Regions from separate parts of the Hordeum vulgare genome. Here region 1 is linked to region 2. Evidence: chromatin contacts called from public Hi-C data. All regions are on one chromosome and are shown on one strand. Each heading gives the region's core, a stretch centred on a gene start, on an enhancer-like site or on the middle of the called end of the contact. The rest is flanking DNA. Distances are from core to core; before and after follow the strand shown. Region 1 holds the start of LOC123452368 (signal recognition particle subunit SRP68). Region 2 has its middle 210 kb from the start of LOC123395658.

Region 1 (6,776 bases), core at 1,869-4,368, 630 kb after region 2:
GCTATCTGTGGTGCGTGTGTGCGAGCTACCCAGTAGCCATCATACGTCTCCATGCAGGTTATGTGTGGTACGTGTGTGCCGTGTGTGTCGTTCGCCTGCTGACCACTCTGCACTCTCCGCAGCTAATTCAACCTCTCCAGCATGCGTGGCAACAGGTGTGTGTGCGCGCGTACGCTAGATGGACGATGCGTACGTGCGCGATGCATGTGTGCTGGATGGATGATGCATGCGTGTGCGTGCATGCTGGATGGACGGTACGTATGTGCGTAATGCATGTGTGCTGGATGGATGATGCACATTTGTTTTGGAATGGAAGCGTGTGCTGAATGTATGGAACCTCTAATTGCATATTTCATCCGAGTTAATACTGTAAATTACTTATCATGCTTGTTTATAAATTATTATAAATTGAATATAAAGATTTCTAAAGGATTTGCATGGTTATAAATTGTACTATATCCGAGTCCATACATCAAACAAGTGTAATTTCAGCTAAAACCCATGAAAACATACCATATGCAGCAAAAACATATCTCAATTGTATCATTTCCTATTAAAACAGTATAATTGGCACTTAAAACCAACCTACATAACAACATAGGGCGTTCTGATCACTTCAGTACGTTTCAGCACCAGCCATAGCTGCTACAGCAGAACTACTGAACGACTGCACCTCAGCTCCAACCTTCCAGCCACAGCTAGCAGCTATAGCTGCTGCTTCCAGCCGGAGCCATTGCAGCTGCAGCCGAAGAAGTTGCAGCCCAAACAAACACACCCTTAGAACCGCGATGAACAACTTATAGCTTTTCGGGCCCAAGTCTGCACTTTTCAAGTTTTAGGGCTAACTTGACACCCCTCGAATAGTTTTAGGACCTCTTATGCTTTCCACTTTAGTTTTAAGAAAAGAAAATACCTCAATCTTAGCTTTAAAAAGGTCATAAGCAGGCCCCTCCTTTTCCATATCTAGGAGCTCATGTTCTTGCAGAGCAGATCCACCAAGTTTGCGTGAACAGAATCCAATCATAGGCTCCACTTCCTCAATGCGTTGACGGCATAAAAGTTGATTTTCTATACTGCCATACTTTCCAAGCTCCTCATATACAGTCCTGTAAAAATAATGCATTTCAATCACCAAGTTCTAAAATACTCATAAGGGGACCAAGTATCATGATAGATCCGAGCATCAAGGCACGACAATAAGGGGGTGATCCACATAAGGAATAATACCACACAGCATAGAGACAAAACTTCAATTAATCGAGCATCATTTCGACAAACCTGGTATTCTTGAAATTCAACATTGCTGCCTCTATGTTCTTCTCTTGCTCAAAAAGCAAAGTTCCTTTCATATATGAAGCATATGCCTACAAAAGATAATTAATTTAGGTGGTTCAAAAAATACTTTTCTTATAGGACAACTATATCAGGTCAACATAGTGAGGTTTCTGTTTTGTACTTAAAAAGGATTGTCAACTGAGCACTAAATCAAACAAGAGATAAGAAACACACCTCGGCTTCCAAAGATGTCCTGGAATCTCCTTTTATAGAACATAACTGTGAGAAAAGTGCTGCCCATTTGACTGCCTTCCTAAATCGACCCAACATGTAGATACGCTGCGGTGCATTTGGACCAGCAGTTTTCTTTTCCATAGCATGACTCCATGCTCTCTCAGCCATATAAAATACCACATGTAGAAACCTACACTCATGTGTTCAAATTGCTTCAGGCGTAACCAAGTCTAACAGTTACATACAAAATTGTACTGGAAAATCGCTCACTAAATTGTTAAACCATTTGCTTAAGTTCCCCGATAGTTGTCGCATACTGATTACATGCACTACAAAAGTGTTCATCAACAACAAAAAATGCTAGGGTAAGGAATCAACGATATTGATAAATTACTAATGAATATCACAGGCATGTAGAACACAACTACCAAATGGTGGCTAAAATCTTCGTAACTGATAGTAATCATATGCTCAACAGTAAACAAAGGAAATCACATTGTTGGTTACTTGGTTTTAAATATTGACAATAATAGTTAACATGCCAAATCCAAACAGACCATCTAAATTGACAAAACTACCAAAGTACTGTACTAACCTAAGTGAAGTATGGACAAAGGCAGCAGGCATATGGTAGATTATCAGGAGAAAAAACAACACACCTCACATCAGTCACTGTTGACTCTGTTATATTCCTCCGGGTATATTTACCACGGCCATGCAAAAACTTCAGAGACTTGTAGAGCCTTCTCAGACGCGCAGTACAGTATCTCCTGCAAATAATCCTAAATCCTTCAGACAAAGAGCATACAAAAAATCACAGCAACACCATACTACTAAGTTATAAGCAAAAGAAAGGTATTTGGGTAAACAAGACATGCAACATCTGAGAGGACAAAACTTCCCCCTGATGTACCAGCAACAGAGAAAACGGAGCAAGCATAATGTGTAAAAAGATACTAACTTTCTTTAGACCAGATTACATGTATGAATTCTATTAGACTACAGAACAAGTTCGAAGCAGGGTTTCCATGGGAAATTTGGGGTATGGGGAACAATTGGATGAAAGCATTCCATCACAAGTCACATATCTACTAAGTTATACACGCGTGAAACCGCGAGGCGAGAATCACGGTAGCACGGCACAGTTGAGAAGACGAGCAGGCAGCAGATCTGGGTGGGCGTCAAGTGGGGTGGGATCGGGATTCGGGACGCGCACCTGTAACGCGTGTAGTCGCCGTGGCGAAGGCCGTGCTGCATCTGCGCCTCCCTCATGAGTTCCAACACTGCGCGGAGGAAGGGGGGCGGGATCAGGAGACGCGAGGGGGGAGATTGGGACTGTGGAGAGGGTAGGGAAAGGGGAGAAGCTCACCATTGATGGAGAACCTGACCGGATTCTTCTCCTCGGCCGCGGATGCGGAGTCAACATCCATATCCGACGGCGTCGGCGGCGGCGGCTGGTTGGCGAGCTTCGACATGGCGGCGGGTATGCCTCCGCCCGGCGAGCGAACCTGTCAGATGGTTGCGACGAAACGAGAAGCAGAGTTCGCGTGGCCTCTCTGGATGCGTAAATATTTGATAACTTTGCTCGTTTTGTGGGGAAAAAAAAACTTGTTTCCAAAACTTGTTTTTCTCTTCTCACTTGTTTTGCATCAAATCCTTTGTTGCAATGGTCGAACACTCTCCTATCTATATCTCCCCTAATAATGCGCGCAGCGCTTCTGTTGCACGTCGTCGGTCATTTTGCATAAAAGCCCTCGCGGTTTCAGGTAATTAACCCGCAGTCCAATTTTAAGTCAGAACGGACCGGTTTTTTTGTCATTTTGCAGAAAAGTCCTCACAATTTTAGATAATCAACCCGCGGTCATCTTTTAGTCACACCCGAACCGTTTTTTTTTCATTTTTCAAAAAATCCCTGATGTTTCAGGTAATCAACCCGTCGTCCTTATTTAAGTCAGCCAAAATGTTTTTTATTTTAACAAAAAAAACCTGACTTTTTAGTTAATCAATCCATATTTTATCTAAAACAAAATTATTCATATCTTTTAAACCGTAACTCCGATTTTAACATGTTATATATGAAATTTGATTGAAAAAATGTGTAGAATCTAAATAGGATGTTATTTTTAACTGTTGAATACTTCTTAAATATTATTTTTGGTGCAAACTTAATCTGTAGTGCACGGTCCTTTTTTTCCTCTCTTTCCGGCGACCATACGAATTACAATAAATATCCATTAAATTAAAATCAAATTGACAGGAAAGAAAACATCGTTAATCACACATGCACACCTTTGAAAAATCTCGTGGGAAGAAACAACATATTTCTCATCTTATTCCGAGTGATTGTACATTTAAACACGTTTTCGTTGTGTGAGCACTCAGGCCATCGTCGACAACACAAATGTGATGCCATGTGAAAATATATTGTGTTCAAAGCGTGTGTTATTTTCTCTTTCGTTGCAACGCACGGTTTTTTTTGCTAGTACCTAATAATAAAGCGGCTATTGCTTCCGTCGAAAAACCCACCACGACATTTACAAAAAAGCCCCCGACGTTTCCTAAAATCTACCCGCAGTCCGGATTTAAGTCAAAGAACGAGTCGTTTTTTACATTTTACACAAACCACCCTATATTTAATCCAAACTAACCCGCAGTCCAGGGGCCTCTTTCTTCAATCTCCACCAACTCCCCTTGCCGAACCCCAGCTCGCCAAGCCAACCAGCAGCCATGCCGGCGGCGGTCACCTGCTCCGTCAAGTGCCGCCCCCACCACCGCCTCTCGACGCCGCAGCTCCCCGCCGCGCTCGAGCTCCTTCCCCGCGGCGCCCCGGCCTTCGCCGACGAGCTGCAGGCGACCCGGTGCCGGACCCCACCCTCCCTCTCCTTCGCGCGCGCCTCCGGCCAAGGGGGAGCCCTCCCGTGCCCCTGCCGAAGCCCGCCGTCCGCGAGACGGGCCCGCGCCGCCGTGGCGGGGCGCGAGGAAGCCGGCCCCGCCGCTCCCATGGCCGCGGCCGCCGTGCTCGCCGGCGCGCAGTCGCGGCACGCCATCTTCCGTGAGGAGCTCGTGAGGAGAGCCTACTACACGGCCGATCAGGCCCACCGCGGGCACTCGAGCCAGCCCGCGGCTACAGGTTCTGGTCTCCTCTGAAGTTCAGCTAGCACTGAATTGGAGAATAGCACACAACTACTTGAGGATGTCGATAAGAGTGGCTACTGAAGCAGCCCCCGCCGGCGCCACTAGGCTGCTTGCTGCTCGCGCTGTCTCCGCGCGCGCCATAGCTGCACAGCCCGCCGTCCTTCTCGGGACGCTGAGAATATCCGTGGCATGCGACGTCTAGACTCTAGACGATCTGCGACACTCTGCGTCAAGGAGATCGATGAAGCAGTTTGCATTGACGAGATCACCCGGTATTCTAGGTGGCCGGTACGCTGTCCTCCGATTCAAAGTGTCAACTGAAATTTGGATAGTACGTGTATATGCATCAGGGCCGGTTTGGTCTTTTCCAATGATTATAAATGTTAAAGGAAAATGAAAATCAAAAGTAGGAGGAAAGTGGCATGATAATCAAGGAGTCAACGAGCTGAGTGGCAAATGTGCGAAGCCAATCTTGAAAATGACAATTTTAAGAACCCATATATTGGAAGTGGCAAATTTCCAATTTCTCCTCGGTAATTGGTGCAGATTGCGGTTTTGATATTTTCTCGGGAAAGCTAGCTACTATTGTTTGCTATTTTGTTAGTCCAACAACGATTCCACAAAAAAGAAAATCCGAGTAAACTTCCATCAGTTAATGAGTCTTAGTTTTGCTCTGTTACAGTTCTGTTTTACTTTTATGGTTACAACTGAACTAGAGGATTTGATTCACACTTTAGTTAATGCAGATGAGATGACAAGGTTGACTGCATGAGTTTTTCTCATTACAGTGATGTGGTCCTTTGTTAAAGGATTCAATGCATCTCGATAAATTCTAAGCTATACTGTATTTTTGATGTTCCTAGATACCCAAGCAAGGGAGACAAAGATAATGGATGGAGTAAGAAGAAGAAAAGTGAGTTAAACATGAACAAAAATATGTAATGCTATCTGACATGCACAAGGATCCTAAGGGTACATATTTGACATGTTCGATAATACTGCACCACCCGATTCTCAGGCCTTGCATTCTCCCGTTGCAACGCACGGGCTCTTTTGCTAGTGAATCATAAAATGCTTCATTCGGTCTACCGTCAAGTCAAATGCAACCTATAAACAATCATCATGTTATGCTCGCTTGCTTTACATCATATCTTTATTGTAATGATCGAACTATGTAATGTCAATCGCAAACTGCTCCGTCTGACCTATTGCCGCATCCTTTGCAACATGCATCATTTTGTGCTCGCTTGCTTTGCAATTGGTGCCAAGTTGCAAAGGGTGGAGATGTTTGCAAGCCGTTCAATCAAAAATAGATCTAACGGTTGTCGATGCGCGTAACATATAAATGAGCGCAAGTCTTTTCCTATATTTTGTGCATTTGAAGAAACTAATTTGGTTATTGTAGATGTTGATACATCTCTCTGTGAACTTGACAAACGTAAAAACTTAGGCATTGAACCGAGCTAAATTTTTGGTTACTTAGATGATGTGAGTATGTCTAAATCACAATCAAGCAAACATGTCAAAGTACACTAGACATCGAGAGTTTAACACTAGCAGTAGCCCATCGATAAGGTCGAGTGGTCTTGCGATGACATGACACGGGTTCGATAATAAGTATGGTGGCATCAACCGCTAAATATAGGTGACCAACCATCATCAACAAAGCTCTAATGGTTGCCTTCTCTCAGAAGCATAGTACGTCCATGAATTTTTATTGTTAATGCAAGTCATTCTCAAAGGAAGAATTGTAATTAAATATTGTTGAATGGACAATTGTTAAATTATAGGTGAAAAATCTAAACCATTTTAGTCTTATACTCTTGTGGTCAAGAGTGCATGGCTAGATAGCACTAAAGTAAACATTTTGAAACATATGGTGTTGGCTCATTGGCTCACCTTGTCAAAAGATCCACATTATAGCTATAGCGAGTCATGATTTTCCTTTTTGTCGCATGTCGGTCTCGTGTTCTTATATGCATGTCTGCGCAAAGTGAATAATGACTTCACTATGTTAGTTGAAAGGATTTATGATGTAAATTAGAAAGGGTGCGTAGGCAGCTACAACTTTTTAGCTCTCTTCATTAAGAAGTTTACAACCCTAGTCTATATTTGACACGATGGAAGCGATT
Region 2 (6,026 bases), core at 708-3,207:
GTCCGGGACTCCGAAGAAAACTTCGGTCACCAACACGTATAACTCAACTATACCAAAATGTCACCGAACCTTAAGTGTGCAGACCGTGCGGGTTTGAGAACTATGCAGACATGACCTGAGACACTCTCTGGTCAATAACCAACAACGGGACCTGGATGTCCATATTGGTTCCTACATATTCTACGAAGATCTCTATCGATTGAATCTCTATGTCAAGAATTCATATAATCCCGTATACTATTCCCTTTGTCCTTCGGTATGTTACTTGCGTGAGATTCGATCGTCGGTATCTCTTTACCTAGTTCAATCGTGTTACCGGCAAGTCTCTTTACTCGTTCCATAATACAAGATCCGGTAACTAACTCATTAGTCACGTTGCTTGCAAGGCTTATTGTGATGTTGTATTATCGAGTGGGCCCCGAGATACCTCTCTGTCACACGGAGTGACAAATCCTAGTCTTGATCCATGCCAACCCAACAAACACCTTTGGAGATACCTGTGGAGCACCTTTATAGTCACTCAGTTACGTTGCGACGTTTGATAACACACAAGGTATTCCTCCGGTGTCCGGAAGTTGCATGATCTCATGGTCATAGGAACAAATACATTGATATGCAGAAAATAGTAGCAATAAACTGACACGGTCATATACTACGTTTATAGTTTGGGTCTTGTCCACCACATCATTCTTCCAATGATGTGATGCCGTTATCAAGTGACAACACTTGTCTATGGCCACGAAACCTTGACCATCTTTGATCAACGAACTACTCAACTAGAGGCTCACTAGGGACAGTGTGTTCTCTATGTATCCGCACATGTATTTGAGTTCCCAATCAATACAATTCTAGCATGGATAATAAATGATTATTATGAACAAGAAAATATAATAATAACTAATTTATTATTACCGCTAGGGCATATTTTTAACAATAATATCTTAAGATTAACGAAGTCGTCACATACACATTCATAATCAACAAGAATGTTTTTCTTTCATTAAACACACATCGTCAAAAGAAATAAATAAATTGAAAAAAATGTGAGCACCAATGTCATATCAAAGACTTGAACACTTACAACATGAGATACCATTGTCTTTCTAACTATCCAATCATAAATTATTTTATGATGTGCATGTAATTTAGAAGCTGTGAATATGCTTAAAGGTAAAAAGAATTTAGGGCATCTTCAAAGGAGATCTGCAAAGGTTCAATAGTTGTTGTCCGCATCACTTTTACCAAATTTGTCATCAATTAGGATCTTTATCTATCCGTGAAGTGGTTTGGACGTTTTTTTTACAAGATTTTTTTTGATCAATTCATCAACTAAGAATGCAGTACATAGAATACTAGAAATAAAGTTTATATCTATGTCGATAGACCATCTAGCGACGACTATAGTTACTAAAGCAAACCGAAAGCGTGTTGCTGTCGTCGACCCTTCATCATTAGTTTTAGAAAAAAAACTTTGTTATAATAGACAGTTCAGAATGAAATCAAACTGGAGAGCTATACGGGTCCCAAATAACATTGGATATGGGTTTCTTTTATATGGCGTTCGTGAATCACGTCCAGACATAAAAAACGAATATTTAACGTGTGAGCTTCGAGTCATTTCATTGTCGACCTGTAATGCAAAATAGAAATCGGCGTCTCATTGTGAGCGCGGTTAGTAAAGCGATTCAGTTTTTGTTTTCGGATTCTGCTGAACTAGTATTCACCGAGCGTTGGAGTCGAGCCGTGGATGCTTCTCTTCTAACCCATAAGTCAGTACGTGGCACCGCCGAACAGACGGGTCGCCATCCTGGGATGAGGATCAGGACGCGCTTGCCCGTCTGGCGAGACCGACCGGCCACGCGAACCCCGCGGGGTTTGGCCTCACCTCACCTGGTCGACTAGCGGCCGCGCGTGCATACGCAGCTAGCGGCGCCGCTAAAAGGGCGCCGGCACGCGGACATGTACTCGCTGTCCCAGCCGCGTTCCCGCGAGCGCTGCCCACTGAGAAGGGGTGACTGTGCATGTATGTCTATAGAATAGAATATCGTCTTTGTCGTACTAGTAGTACTAGATCATCATCTTCATCTTGTTGATACGTCACGTAGCCGCTTAGGACCAAATGATGTGCTTTCTTCGACTGCTGGACAATCATTATCCTGAGTGTGTTCCATATCAAAATCAAGGAGTGCAGCGGCAGTGCAGACAATACGCTGTGCGTTTACACTGCCGATGCACGTGCTCCGACCACAAAAGGAAACTGCTGTCCTAAGAGGATCTCCAACACCAAGGCAACAGCCGTTTTTACGCGTGATCAGTCACTTGCTTCACCAAAGGCTGCCACACGCCAGCGTGCCGCTTTAGCAGGTAGTGTAAAATCAAGCACGTGTCCAACAAAAACAACCGATTTCCATGGCCGCGCCATGCTGGCCACGGTGTGGGGGAGGTGGTCTGTGGTGTCGTCTGAGGTCTTGGTTCGAGCTGTGCCCGCGCAGTGTGGGGTGGACAGAAGCCAGGTCCGCGTGGAGGTGACGCATCCGACGGACTTCTTCATCATCTTCGCGTCCACGGAGATCTGCGATCGTGTTTTTGCCCGCTTGGGCCGGTTCCGCTGTGGTGGCGAGCCGTGAGGTTCCATGGCATATGAGCGCGCTGGCCTCGAGTGTGACGCGGTCGGGCAGCTTCTAAACAATCTTGGGAGGCAACTGGTGGAAATCCTCCTATCAGATGACCGCTGGCAGCTCGATGTGACCGCGTGGCTGCGTAATCCCTCCGGCGTCTTCAAGCTGTACGATCTGAAGGTGCGAGAGCCGACATGGAGGCCAAACTCCGTGGACGAAGACCTTCCTTTCACGCCAGATGCCCCGACGCCTCCGACTGACCGGCGCACCCTCATCCATCACCTCACCATCCGTGTGCTGGATGTGGTGGATAAGAAGGTGCCTTTCATGAAGCTCCGCCTGGACTTCGAGCCCGACGACGATGAAGACCTGACTCGACGCCACGACTACTCTAGGAGCTGGTACCGGGGCGAATCGATGACACTGGACGCGGCAGCTGACCGTGCTCTGGTGGTCAACATTTCGGTAGACCGGACGGCCCCGGGATCGCCGGTGAGTGGGGAGGTGGGCAGAGGTTGAACGGCCTCTTCCTCCTGCTAGTGGGATTGCGTCTCCGTTCCTCCAGGGACCGGGCTCGGCGGCCAGGTCGGGCGCCACGGGCACGACCTCCGGCGCGGTGGTCTCTCGTGCGCTGACTCCGGCGTGCCCTCGTGGGCCGGCTTTGGCCTCGGTGAAGAGGTCGGGCGCCACGGTCGGGGCCTCCGCCACAATGATCACTCCTGCGCTGGCATGGTCGGTGTCGGAGACGGTCGTGGGCTCTGTGCCGGTGGCTCGACCCCTGCTGGGGGCTTGACCTTGCTATTGGTGCGGCCCACGCCTAGGCGGTTGTTCATGAGCCCGGGGCGCTCATCGGGTGAACCGCTGGTTCTAGGAACACCATCGCTTCCCCTTGGGTCGCGGTGGGTGTCGTGCTTCCCTTGTTCCATCCAGACGGGAGAGGACCCCCGGGTCGCCGTCTGCTAGGCGGTACCCCGAGGCACCCCTCGGCTTCGAGAGAGGATCGACCGCGGCCGTGAGCCCAACGTGATCTCCTCCTCGCACTCCGATCGCCTAGTCGCTCCTTCCGCATCAGCTGCTCCCTCCTACCGGTCCGCAACTCCCACTCTCGGCTACGGACTCGCTACTCGGGGGCTTGGAGTTGCCAGCTCCTACCTCCATCCTGGGTCAGAGGCGAGTCAAGTCAGTGCTGGTGAGGAAGAAGCGTGAACTGCCACCTGGTTTTGCTCCTAGGCAAAGTGAGCGCATGTGCAAGATCGGATGTGGGCGCGTCTTGGGTCGGTGGAGCGGGCGAGACTGTGCTGGTGTGCAAGATGGGAGTTATTCAGCCGGAAGAGTGACTCTCAGAACATGCGTTGACTAAGTATCTCATGCTATTCGACAAACCGCTCGCCCCCCATCATGGCAAGGCCGCCACGGTGCTATTTGTGCAAGCAGAGGATCTGTTCGTTGAGCCGGACCATGCTGGCCAGGGCGCTCTCTTGCTGCCGGATCAGGCGGAGCCTTGCGGGGCTTGACTTTTGGCGTCTGCTTCCTGAGGGTGCTTTGTGAGTTCTCCATGTCGTTACACTTGCTAGTATGGAATGCCCGAGGTCTTAATAACCCGGCTAGGTGGAGTTCGCTCAAGTTGTTTGTGCAACCCTATGATGTCTCATGTGTGTGTGCAAGAATCTAATTAGCTTCAGTGGATCCGCTTCTGATCAGCCAGTGTCTTGGTCCTGCCTTTGATGGGTTTGATTTTCTGCCGCCCGATGGTACGAGAGGTGGAATTCTTTTGGCATGGCGCTCCGACATATTGTGTTGGTTGTTCGTACACAAATGGGAATTCTCCATTACCGGCAGGGTGACCTCCTTGAGCGATGGCAAGACCTGGAGCGTTACATCTGTCTATGGACCACAGGGCCGGGCTGAGAAGCTGCGCTATCTGGAGGAGCTGGTCGCTTTGGGCAGTCTGGAGCTTTCGCCTTGGATCATTTCTGGAGACTTCAATATCATGATAAATGTGGAGGAAAGAAGGAGTGGCCGAGCCAACTGTGGGGTTAAAACAAGTTCACGCATACTATCAATGTGTTGGGTGTGCTGGACATGCCGTTGAGGGGCTGGAAGTATACTTGATGTAATGAGAGGCGGAACCCCATTTTGGCTAGGTCGGACAGGGTATTTTGTTGGGGAACTTCGCATGGGAAACAAAAAATTTCCTACACGCACGAAGACCTATCATGGTGATGTCCATCTACGAGAGAGGATGAGTGATCTACGTACCCTTGTAGACCATACAGCAGAAGCGTTAGTGAACGCGGTTGATGTAGTGGAACGTCCTCACGTCCCTCGATCCGCCCCGCGAACAATCCCGCGATCAGTCCCACGATCTAGTACCGAACGGACGGCACCTCCGCGTTCAGCACACGTACAGCTCGACGATGATCTCGGCCTTCTTGATCCAGCAAGAGAGACGGAGAGGTAGAAGAGTTCTCCGGCAGCGTGACGGCACTCCGGAGGTTGGTGATGACCTTGTCTCAGCAGGGCTCCGCCCGAGCTCCGCAGAAACGCGATCTAGAGGAAAAACCGTGGAGGTATGTGGTCGGGCTGCCGTGGAAAAATCGTCTCAAATCAGCCCTAAAACCTCCGTATATATAGGTGGGAGGGAGGGGACCTTGCCTTGGAGCTCAAGGAGCCCCAAGGGGGTCGGCCGAGTCCAAGGGGGGAGGACTCCCCCCCCCAAACCGAGTTGGACTTGTTTGGTGGGAGGGAGTCCCCCTTCCTTCCCACCTCCTCCCTTTTTTTTCTTTTCTCTTGATTTTCTCTTCTTGGTGCATAGAGCCCTTTTGGGCTGTCCCACCAGCCCACTAAGGGCTGGTGTGCCACCCTCAAGGCCTATGGGCTTCCCCGGGGTGGGTTCCCCCCCCCCCCCCGGGTGAACTCCCGGAACCCATTCGTCATTCCCGGTACATTCCCGGTAACTCCGAAAACCTTCCGGTAATCAAATGAGGTCATCCTACATATCAATCTTCATTTCCGGAATATTCCGGAAACCCTCATGACGTCCGTGATCTCATCCGGGACTCCAAACAACATTCGGTAACCAACCATATAACTCAAATACGCATAAAACAACGTCGAACCTTAAGTGTGCAGACCCTGCGGGTTCGAGAACTATGTAGACATGACCCGAGAGACTCCTCGGTCAATATCCAATAGCGGGACCTGGATGCCCATATTGGATCCTACATATTCTACGAAGATCTTATCGTTTGAACCTCAGTGCCAAGGATTCATATAATCCCGTATGTCATTCCCTTTGTCCTTCGGTATGTTACTTGCCCGAGATTCGATCGTTAGTATCTGTATACCTATTTCAATCTCGTTTACCGGCAAGTCTCTTTACTCGTTCCGTAATCCAAGATCCCGCAA

What was found. A called contact is a pair of places that touch in the nucleus more often than the background predicts.
Region 1: a Hi-C map of leaf shows a contact between it and region 2, with 7 times the contacts expected there. The contact joins the promoter of LOC123452368 here to the enhancer-like site in region 2. A contact is called at or near these places in 2 of 6 Hi-C or Micro-C datasets (leaf and seedling).

Annotation. Positions count from the first base shown.
Region 1 is chr5H:286,897,052-286,903,827 of MorexV3_pseudomolecules_assembly, forward strand. LOC123452368 (signal recognition particle subunit SRP68) reads right to left here and starts at 3,119. Exons shown (of 13, transcript XM_045129020.1): 1 at 2,879-3,119; 2 at 2,726-2,792; 3 at 2,169-2,279; 4 at 1,510-1,699; 5 at 1,279-1,364; 6 at 914-1,106. The coding sequence starts at 2,984.
Region 2 is chr5H:286,263,889-286,269,914 of MorexV3_pseudomolecules_assembly, forward strand. No RefSeq gene overlaps it. Among protein-coding and RNA genes, the nearest start is that of LOC123395658, 210 kb to the right of the region's middle. Within about 2 kb of position 1,958, at least 3 of the 3 cell types and tissues checked have open chromatin away from gene starts, as enhancers often do. A contact at or near this core is called in leaf and seedling, where this site is marked.